2 separate regions of the Mus musculus genome follow, and region 2 is linked to region 1. The links are chromatin contacts, called in public HiChIP or PLAC-seq maps. All regions are on one chromosome and are shown on one strand. The core of a region is the stretch at or near the end of the contact, and the rest is flanking DNA. Distances in the headings are between cores, read along the strand shown.

What was found. HiChIP or PLAC-seq counts read pairs in DNA pulled down with a chosen protein or histone mark.
Region 2: an H3K27ac HiChIP or PLAC-seq map of embryonic stem cells shows a contact between it and region 1, with 4 times the contacts expected there. The contact joins two enhancer-like sites. A contact is called at or near these places in 11 of 39 promoter capture datasets (the 3T3-L1 cell line, the HPC-7 cell line, cranial neural crest and 6 more) and 2 of 115 datasets of contacts at active chromatin or transcription factors (astrocytes and embryonic stem cells).

Annotation. Positions count from the first base shown.
Region 1 is chr15:6,901,301-6,905,582 of GRCm38.p6, forward strand. No RefSeq gene overlaps it. Among named protein-coding and RNA genes, the nearest start is that of Osmr, 29 kb to the left of the region's middle. Within about 2 kb of position 2,446, at least 4 of the 459 cell types and tissues checked have an H3K27ac peak or open chromatin away from gene starts, as enhancers often do. A contact at or near this core is called in embryonic stem cells, where this site is marked.
Region 2 is chr15:8,086,051-8,090,445 of GRCm38.p6, forward strand. The region is part of intron 3 of Wdr70 (WD repeat domain 70); the gene reads right to left. Among named protein-coding and RNA genes, the nearest start is that of Wdr70, 11 kb to the right of the region's middle. Within about 2 kb of position 1,396, at least 20 of the 459 cell types and tissues checked have an H3K27ac peak or open chromatin away from gene starts, as enhancers often do. A contact at or near this core is called in embryonic stem cells, where this site is marked.

The sequences.
Region 1 (4,282 bases), core at 1,196-3,695:
TAGACACAAAGAAAGTGCTCTCTGTCCTGGACGCTCAGAATATGCAGACAGGAAGCATATGCAGGAAGCCCTGTTTCCCAGGAGAATCAAGACCCACCACCCAAGAGCATTCTCAAGACACTCCCCGCCTATCATCCTACCACGCCACCCCACCCTGACCTGAGATCCGGTGAAAAAGGATTCTCATGCTGGAGGTGGCAGCCTGGAAGTCTGGGATGGCTCAGTGAATTGGTTTCTGCTTTGTTCTGAAGAGGATGAGCAATCTGAAGGCAACTGAATGCCTGTTGGCTTTTACTTCCTGAGAGAGAAAACAGGAGTCCAGACAACAGCTGACACTCAGATGATTGTGTGCTATACTTTTTATTGTATTTAACTTTACACACATTTTGTTGTGTATATTATTTTGTTTATAGGAAAAATTCAGAAACATTATACTGTTAATAATTATACATATTTGTGGAGGGTAAATTTGGCATTATTTCATTCTTTGGGGTATCAAATAACTAAAAACTACTGAACATTCACTGTGTTGGAGGTGTTAAGCATTTTCCATGCAAAAATCCTCTGAAAATTCCCTAAGATGAATTGCCTTTGCAGATAGATAAATATTGCAAAATCTTTTGCTGTAAGATCCTTGAGGCAGTAAGTTCATGTCTTCCTTCATACATTGGGACAATGACATGAAACACCATAACACGGCCATCTGATTAACAAAGATCCAGAAGTGCCCAAGATGTGTGTGTGTGTGTGTGTGGGGGGTGTCTAGGTGCTTTTGTGAGTTTTGGTTAGGTGTTGGTAGGACCCTCTGGGGTTGGTAATTTGACAATGCACACATGCTCAGTATCTCAGCAACTATACTTTGGGGGATTCACCATCTGTCCATGGATGTAAATTCCCTTTGTTGAGTAGTAGTGATCACGACAGCATTATTTGTGGTTGCAAATGACTGGAGAGAAGCTTGCATGTCTATAAGTAATGCGCAGATTATGTAAATCACTGTCAAATAAATCATTGCAACCACAAAATGGGAAAAAGCATGAGAGAGACATTGACTAACATGAGAATATCTCCAAGACATAAAACATGAATAAAGCATGCTATAAAATGCTGTAATGTACTGGTGTAATGTACTGTCTGCCACTGTGTATAACAGAAAAAGGAGGGATGTACAAACTCGGCTGGTTATTCTGTTCTGGGCTATGGAGTCCCCTCTCACCATTCTCTGACAACTGCCCATTCTAGGAGGACAAATTCCGTATACTGAATATGATGGGAATTTAAATATCAGTGGGCCTCAGCAAGCTGAAGTGCCCAAGTGAGGACACCTCAGTCTCACTTGGGAGAGAGAAGAAAGCGATCATAAGTGGGGAGGGAGGGAGGGACTTGAGAGGGATAGTGAATGGGGAGGGGGGACCTGATCTGATACTGGGTGAGGGAGAAGGACTGAAGCCTGCAACCTCAGGAAATAGGAGGTTGGGGGACCCCCCACCCAGAGTGCACCAGAGTCGTGGGAGGTGAGAGACTCCCCGGACTCACAGGGGTTGATGAGATGCCTGACAGTAGGGAGAGGGAACTTATAGAGCCCACCTCCAGCAGGAAGACAGGACATCAAGTGAGGGATGGGGCTGCCACCCACAGTCACACCTCTGACCCATAATTGTGTCTGTCTGAAAGAATTACAGGGATGGAAATGGAAAGGAGCCTGAGGAAAAGAAGGTCCAGTGACAGGCCCAAAGTGGGATCCAGCTCAAGGGGAGGTCCCAAGGCCTGACACTATTACTGAGACTATGGAGCACTCACAAAAAGTGACCTAGCATGACTGCCCTCTGAAAGACTCAACAAGCATCTGAAAGAGTCAGATGCAGATATTTGCACTCAACAATGAACAGAAGCAGCTGACCCCTGTTGTTGAGTTGGGGAAGCTGAAAGACTTTGAGGAGAAGGGCGATCCTGTAGGAGGACCAGCAATCTTAATTAGTCTGGACCCCCAAGATCTTTCAAACACTGGACCACCCAACAGACAGCATACACCAGCTGATAAGAGGTCCCCAACACACATACAGTAGAGGACGTCCAGGTCTATGTTCATTCAGAGATGATGCACCTAACCCTCAAGAGACTGGAGGCCCCAGGAAGTTTAGAGGTTAGATGGGGTGTGGGGTGTCGGCATCCCTGTGGAGACAGGGTGTGGTGGGGAGGAGGTGTGGGATGTAGAACAGTAGGAGGGTGGGAGGGGAGGGGCAGGGAATGGAATAAGGAGTGTAAAAAACGAATTACAAATAAAATAAAATTTTAAAAAATCAGTGAGCCTAAGTCAAACCGGCCTAGATGCTGCTGTAAAGTTATTTAAATATATGATTAACATTTGAATCAGTACATTCTGAGAAAAGAGAAATCACTCCTTATCCTGTGAGCGGGCCTCCTCCAATCCCTTGAAGGTTTTAAAATAACAATGAAGAACTGGGTTTCCAGTTGGTTCAGAAGAGAGTGATCCCTTTTCAGCTTGGATTGGGGGTTCCTGGCTTCTTGGAGTGACTTTGGCTCACTAAGGGTCATTGCTCACGTAGTTTGTGTTGGACAGCCTTTACTAACTAACATCTTGCCTTCTCTCTTCGACACATCCTTACGGCCATTCTCAATCTAGACCTGCCCCGACTTTCTATCCCATTGCCCTGTCAGGCCTAGAAAATTCTCCCCGCTGCCAGCTCCTACAAGTTACACTTCCATTTGTCCTGTTCACTCGTTCTTGAATCACGTATTCGTTACTCTCCCTTGAAATTGCCAGCAGATTTTCAAGTTGGTTTAATGGACATTAGAAATCTAAAAAGAAACACAATATCAGTTGCTCTTTATAGGTTTACTAAGACCTCTGAATGTCAAGAAGAAATTTAAGATTCTTCATATGTGTGTGTGTATATAGTAGTAGTAGTAGTATATTATTATTATTATTATTATTATATTATTATTATTGACTACCAATGAAGCAAAACATCTACACTTAATTGTGAGATAAGCTTGTGTTCTGCTCTAAAAAACGCCTACCCCTTCATCTCCGTGATGCTGGTGCCTAATGTGGCTGTGGTGTGTGAATACTGAGGATATGTTTAACACATGAAGTTAAGTCTCTATTAAGGGATTGCTTGCAATTATGGAGGCCTAAGGAGATTAAAAGGCGGTTGAGATCTCACCAGAGGACACGTGCTTAAAGCGGGAGCAAGGAAACATTCATCATTCCTCCAAGTCACCAGGGTAGAGATAGACTACTTATGGTACTTATCAACAGGCAAGGTCTCCAAAAAGTTTATCTCCTGTGCACTCCCCCACCCCGCCAGAGGAAACTGAATAAAAAACAGAAATGAAAAGGAAAGGACACAACTGCTCCTAGGTATGGTGGAGGAGGAAGTTTATTGTAGATACAAGGGTGAGTAGGTAGAGGCAGACACATCTGGGAGAGGCCAGAATGGGCGTGGCCAGGCTGAGCTGGACCTTGTAGGGAGAGGGGGGACAGAGAGGGAGAGGAGAGAGAGGGGAACAAAGAGGGTGGTGGGTAACCAAAATGTCTCAACTATAGAGGGAAGAGCCTCTGGGGGAAGGTTTGAGCCACCAGAATAGGAAGATAGGAAGCAAAAGATCTCATGCAAGAGAGGCATACAGGAAGTCCTTGGATTAGTGGGAAGTGAGGTGTCCTGCAAGCAGGAAGCAGGGCTACGTATTGATCCCTCTAAACAATTCCTGTCCAGCGGGCTCTAGAAGCTTCTATTTCAAGATAATGAGATTGGCAGAGCAATTAATTTCCTCCACTCTATCTAAAGAAGAGCCCCGGGGAATGTATGCAGGAATAGACTGATGGTAAATTCGCAAAGGATAAAGCAAATGAAAAAGCAAGACAGATACTAACTTCAAGGACAGAAAACATGAGGGGAAGAAGGCAACTACGCAGATGACATTTCTGAGCCTTATAGTTTCTGTGTGCCATAGTCACGTGTTTGCTAAATGACTCCACGTCATTTAGTGCTGGTTTGATAAGTGGGTGACATGTGTACTCATGGATGAGCAAGCACCATCTTTATTCAGTCTTCCCAGAGAAAAGGCCATGGTCCATGCCTAAAACAGAGTAACAGAAAACAAACAATCTAGGCCCCGCCCCAGAAATCCAGAAAAATATATCAAAGGAGATGCCCCTAACTCCTCCTCAGACACTGAAAGTTGGGGGGGCAGGGGAGGCTGCTCTTTCTCCAACATCTGCAGAGTAGGAAGAGTTCTCTGGAGAGCAGAGGCTCCC
Region 2 (4,395 bases), core at 146-2,645, 1.2 Mb after region 1:
ACCCACTGAGCCATCTCACCAGCATAACATTTTTTAAAATGAGTTGTCCCCTATGCTTAAAATCCTAGCACTGGAGAAACACAGTCAGGAGGATTGACACAAGCTCAAGGCCAGCTCGTGCTACAAAGGGCTGGAGAGATGGCTCAGTGGTTAAGCACACTGACTGCTTCTCCAGAGGTTCCAAGTTCAATTCCCAGCAGCCACATGGTGGCTCACAACCATCTGTAATGGGATCTGGTGCCCTCTTCTGGTGTGTCCGAAGAAAGCCAACTCTGTATTCATATATGTAAAACAAATAAATTAATCTTTAAAAAAATTTTAAAAATTTTTTTTGGTTTTTCGAGACAGGGTTTCTCTGTGTAGCCCTGGCTGTCCTGGAACTCACTTTGTAGACCAGGCTGGCCTCCATCCAACTCAGAAATCCGCCTGCCACTGCCTCCCAAGTGCTGGCATTAAAGGCATGTGCCACCACGCCCAGCTAATAAAATTTTTAAAGTCAAAATTTCAATTAAATCTATACACCTGAAGCTAAACAGTGGCAAATAGCTTTGTAACAAGAGTATTTTCTTCTCTGCAGTTTTTGTTGCTGGGCATAGAAGACATGGGATAAGGAGATACCTGGCAAGTATTTAAAAGAAACTAATGTTCCAAATTAAAGACAGAAAATAAGTCTTCAGGAAGAGACCATGTAAATGCTTGCTCTTCGCTGAAGAGAGCCAATCAGGACAGAAGAGTAAGGCAGAAATTATTAGCTGCCTACACAACTGCTATTTGCCCTTTATCCTTGCTAAGAAACTCATTCTTTCTTCTGTCTGTAGGAGGCGACATGGAGCCTCTGGTCATGGGGGGGGGGGACCGTCACGGCCCTCACACCACGACTCACAGGGGGGGAACCATCACGGCCCTCACACCACGACTCACAGGGGGGAACCGTCACGGCCCTCACACCACGCCTCACGGGGGGGGGGGGAGCGGGGGGGAACCGTCACGGCCCTCACACCACGACTCACGGGGGGAACCGCCACGGCCCTCACACCACAGGGAAAGCGCCAGGCTAGAGTTCATGTCCTAAAAGGCACTAAACTGTTCTTACATGAATCAATCTTAACTGGGCCTTCTGTCTCTACAAGGAACCAAATGCATTTAACCATCAGCCTTAACACACATTAACAGGTAGATGGAGGCTACCAAGTGCAAGGAGCCTTTAAATTTGTTCTGTAAATTAATCTGTGTGGCAATCTCTGAAGCAAATACTACTACCCTACTTTACAGCTGAAAACTTGCCCACTTAATAGAAACATTAGTTGCCTTAGCAACAAACTGGAGTGTAGGCCCACTACAGCATCCTTCCTTGATGTGGCTGGACTTTCTAGGGGACTGTTTCTTCAGAATTCCCTGACAAGCATCCCTGCCTTATACAATAGCTAGCACACCTCTCTTCAAAGGCCTATCAAGTATGACCTTCACTAACAGCTAGTTGAGCAGACCCACCCACTATCAGAACTTCACAACAGTGAATTGGTCCTCCAAATTACTCATCTCATTCTAGGAAACAACTTTAGCCAGGTCTGGTGCTGTGCGCCTTTAATCCCAACGCTCAGCAGGCAGGATCTCTGTCCAGGTCCAGCCTCGTCTACAACGTGAGTTCTAGGACAGCCAGCATTTTACATAGTGAGAACCCCTTTTCCAGAAACAACAACAACAAAAAAAAAAAAGCAGTTAACTTTTTTTTTTTACTACCAAACTTCAACATTTCAGTTGAGGGATGTTTTGTGCCAATCTATTGCTTCATTAAAGGAAAAAAATGGGGGTTCAATGAAGAAATTGCAGAGGAAAAATATTAGTGTTTTCATGGTGGGCTGATGAGAAACCAAAGGTAAAGAGATTTCCTGAATGTAGGTGCCCGGGCATTTTTACCCAGTACAAAAACAAGTACAGCAAAAACTCTAAATATGCCTTCTCTTTACAAAAGCAAACCCATTTCCCACACGTTTTTTCTTCCAAGGATCTCAATGAGGATTTTGGATAAGCATTTCTCTAAAATCACACCATATTGTACGCATGTTACCCCCGTGCTCACAGGGCAGAGTAGGGCTACTTTACACCTGAAGTCAGCTTCGGCTACAAACACACCAAGTTCCAGGTTAAACTGGCCTACAGAGACCTTGTCTCAAAATAAAAACTAAGTCAGAAAAACAAGATTACTAACTATATAAATCTGAGCATTTTCTAATGTGAGTTACCCATAGGAATTAAAAGTGAAAATGTTTCACTTCTTTGTTTGTACCAATTCACTGACCTACCATGTCATGAAAATTTATACTTAACATTGATCTATTTAATAATAACATACTAAGAGAAAAAATTGGATGTGGGCACTTAAACTCTATTAATCACATTAAATATTGATAATGTAGCTACTATGAATCAAGCAAAATATCCTAATTATAAAAGCAAACAAAGAGGTTTAGCTTCAAAACAGAAAATATTAAACTTACAGTGTTCTCTAAAGTACTTTGGAACACAGATGTGAGATAATTCCAAGAAAAGTTAATCTACAATCCAGGTCAGTAGAAGATATAAGACTTAACTAGAGAAAAGGGAGTTTGAGGTTTAAAAAAAAGACATAAGTTTAATTTCAAAGTTTTTCTTTAGTATTTTCTCTTCTCAGATATTAAATCACCCATTGAAATCATACTCAAAGCCAGGCACGGTACCACACATCTACAAGCACAGGATTGGAGAAGGCAGAAAATCAGGACTTCAAGGCCATCCTCAGTCACACAAGCAGTGTGACACAAGCTTGACCCCTACGTCTGACCTGAGTAAGCAAGGAAAGACTTCACTATCAGCAGTAAGAATCATGATGCAATTCACCCACTTGTAAACAAGTCAGAGCCAGCAAGCCAAGAGCTTATAACAGCACCAGCTGCCAAGCCTGCTGACCCAATCGCCATAACCAATGTGATAGGAGAAAGGACTCCTGAAAAATCACCCTGGCCTCCACCCTCTCCACACACACACACACACACACACACAAATATTTTTTAAAGATTTATTTATTATATGTTAGTACACTGTAGCTCTCTTCAGACACTCCAGAAGAGGGAGTCAGATCTCGTTACGGATGGTTGTGAGCCACCATGTGGTTGCTGGGATTTGAACTCCAGTCAGGTGCTCTTAACCACTGAGCCATATCACCAGCCCCCACAAATATTTCTTTAAAGTCAGTAAAATTATGTATCAACTTTAATTTTATAATCTGAATATAATTTAATGCTCCAGGCTGGGAGAACACAAAAATAATCTTACAACTCCTTTTTTTTTTTTTAAGATTTATTTATTTTATCTATGTGAGTACACTGTTGCTCTCTTCAGACACACCAGAAGAGGGCATCGGATCCCATTACAGATGATTGTGAGGCACCATGTGGTTGCTGGGAATTGAACTCAGGACCTCTGGAAGAGCAGCCAGTGTTCTTAACCCCTGAGCCAGCTCTCTGGCCCTTGTTTTTCTTTTTCAACTAAATGTTCAATAGAGGTTCACATGTTGAGATCAGTAGAAGCCGCAGTTGAAATGAACAAAGAATGTGGTACTAGGCCAAGAAAGTTCCACACAATGAATTTACCCTCTTTTTTAACTTTCTTAAATGTACAAACCTAATAATTCCTCAAAACCACTCTTCTTTTTTTGTTGTTGTTTTTGTTTTTGTTTTTCGAGACAGGGTTTCTCTGCATAGCCTTGGCTATCCTGGAACTCACTTTGTAGACCAGGCTGGCCTTGAACTCAGAAATCTGCCTGCCTCTGCCTCCCGAGTGCTGGGATTAAAGGCGTGCGCCACCACTGCCCAGCTCAAAACCACTCTTAAGTGGTATGTATACATACTTTAGAAAAAAAAAATATCCCACAGAAAATTTAAAAGATATGTAAACAGTACTTTACAAGGTTAAGATGCCCAATGTTTTAACCTACCCAAGAACCTGCCGAGGTAAATGGTGTCATATCCACGTGACAGGGAGGAAAAACTATAGCTGTCCTCCTGTCCCGTTTCCTTCTATGGTGGAGCTGCTTTGAAACCTTGGCTCTCCAACCTAGAATGCCAGGATCTAATAGGTTAGGCCATTTAAAATCATCTCCACGTAAGGACTTATTTTTAAAGCAGTATTTGGGTTACATAGACCCAACGTAAAAAAACCTGTGCATTACTGGTATAGCTCTGTAATCCCAGCACATGAATGCAGGCACAGTAGGGTCATGGCTATACACGGTTCAAGGCCAGCCTGAGCTACATGAAACTGTGCATCAAAAACAAGTAAGCATATAAATAGATGGTCGATCGATAGATCCACGGATTTTAGTTCTAAATTCAATTTAATCTCAAATGTGTATTGAGA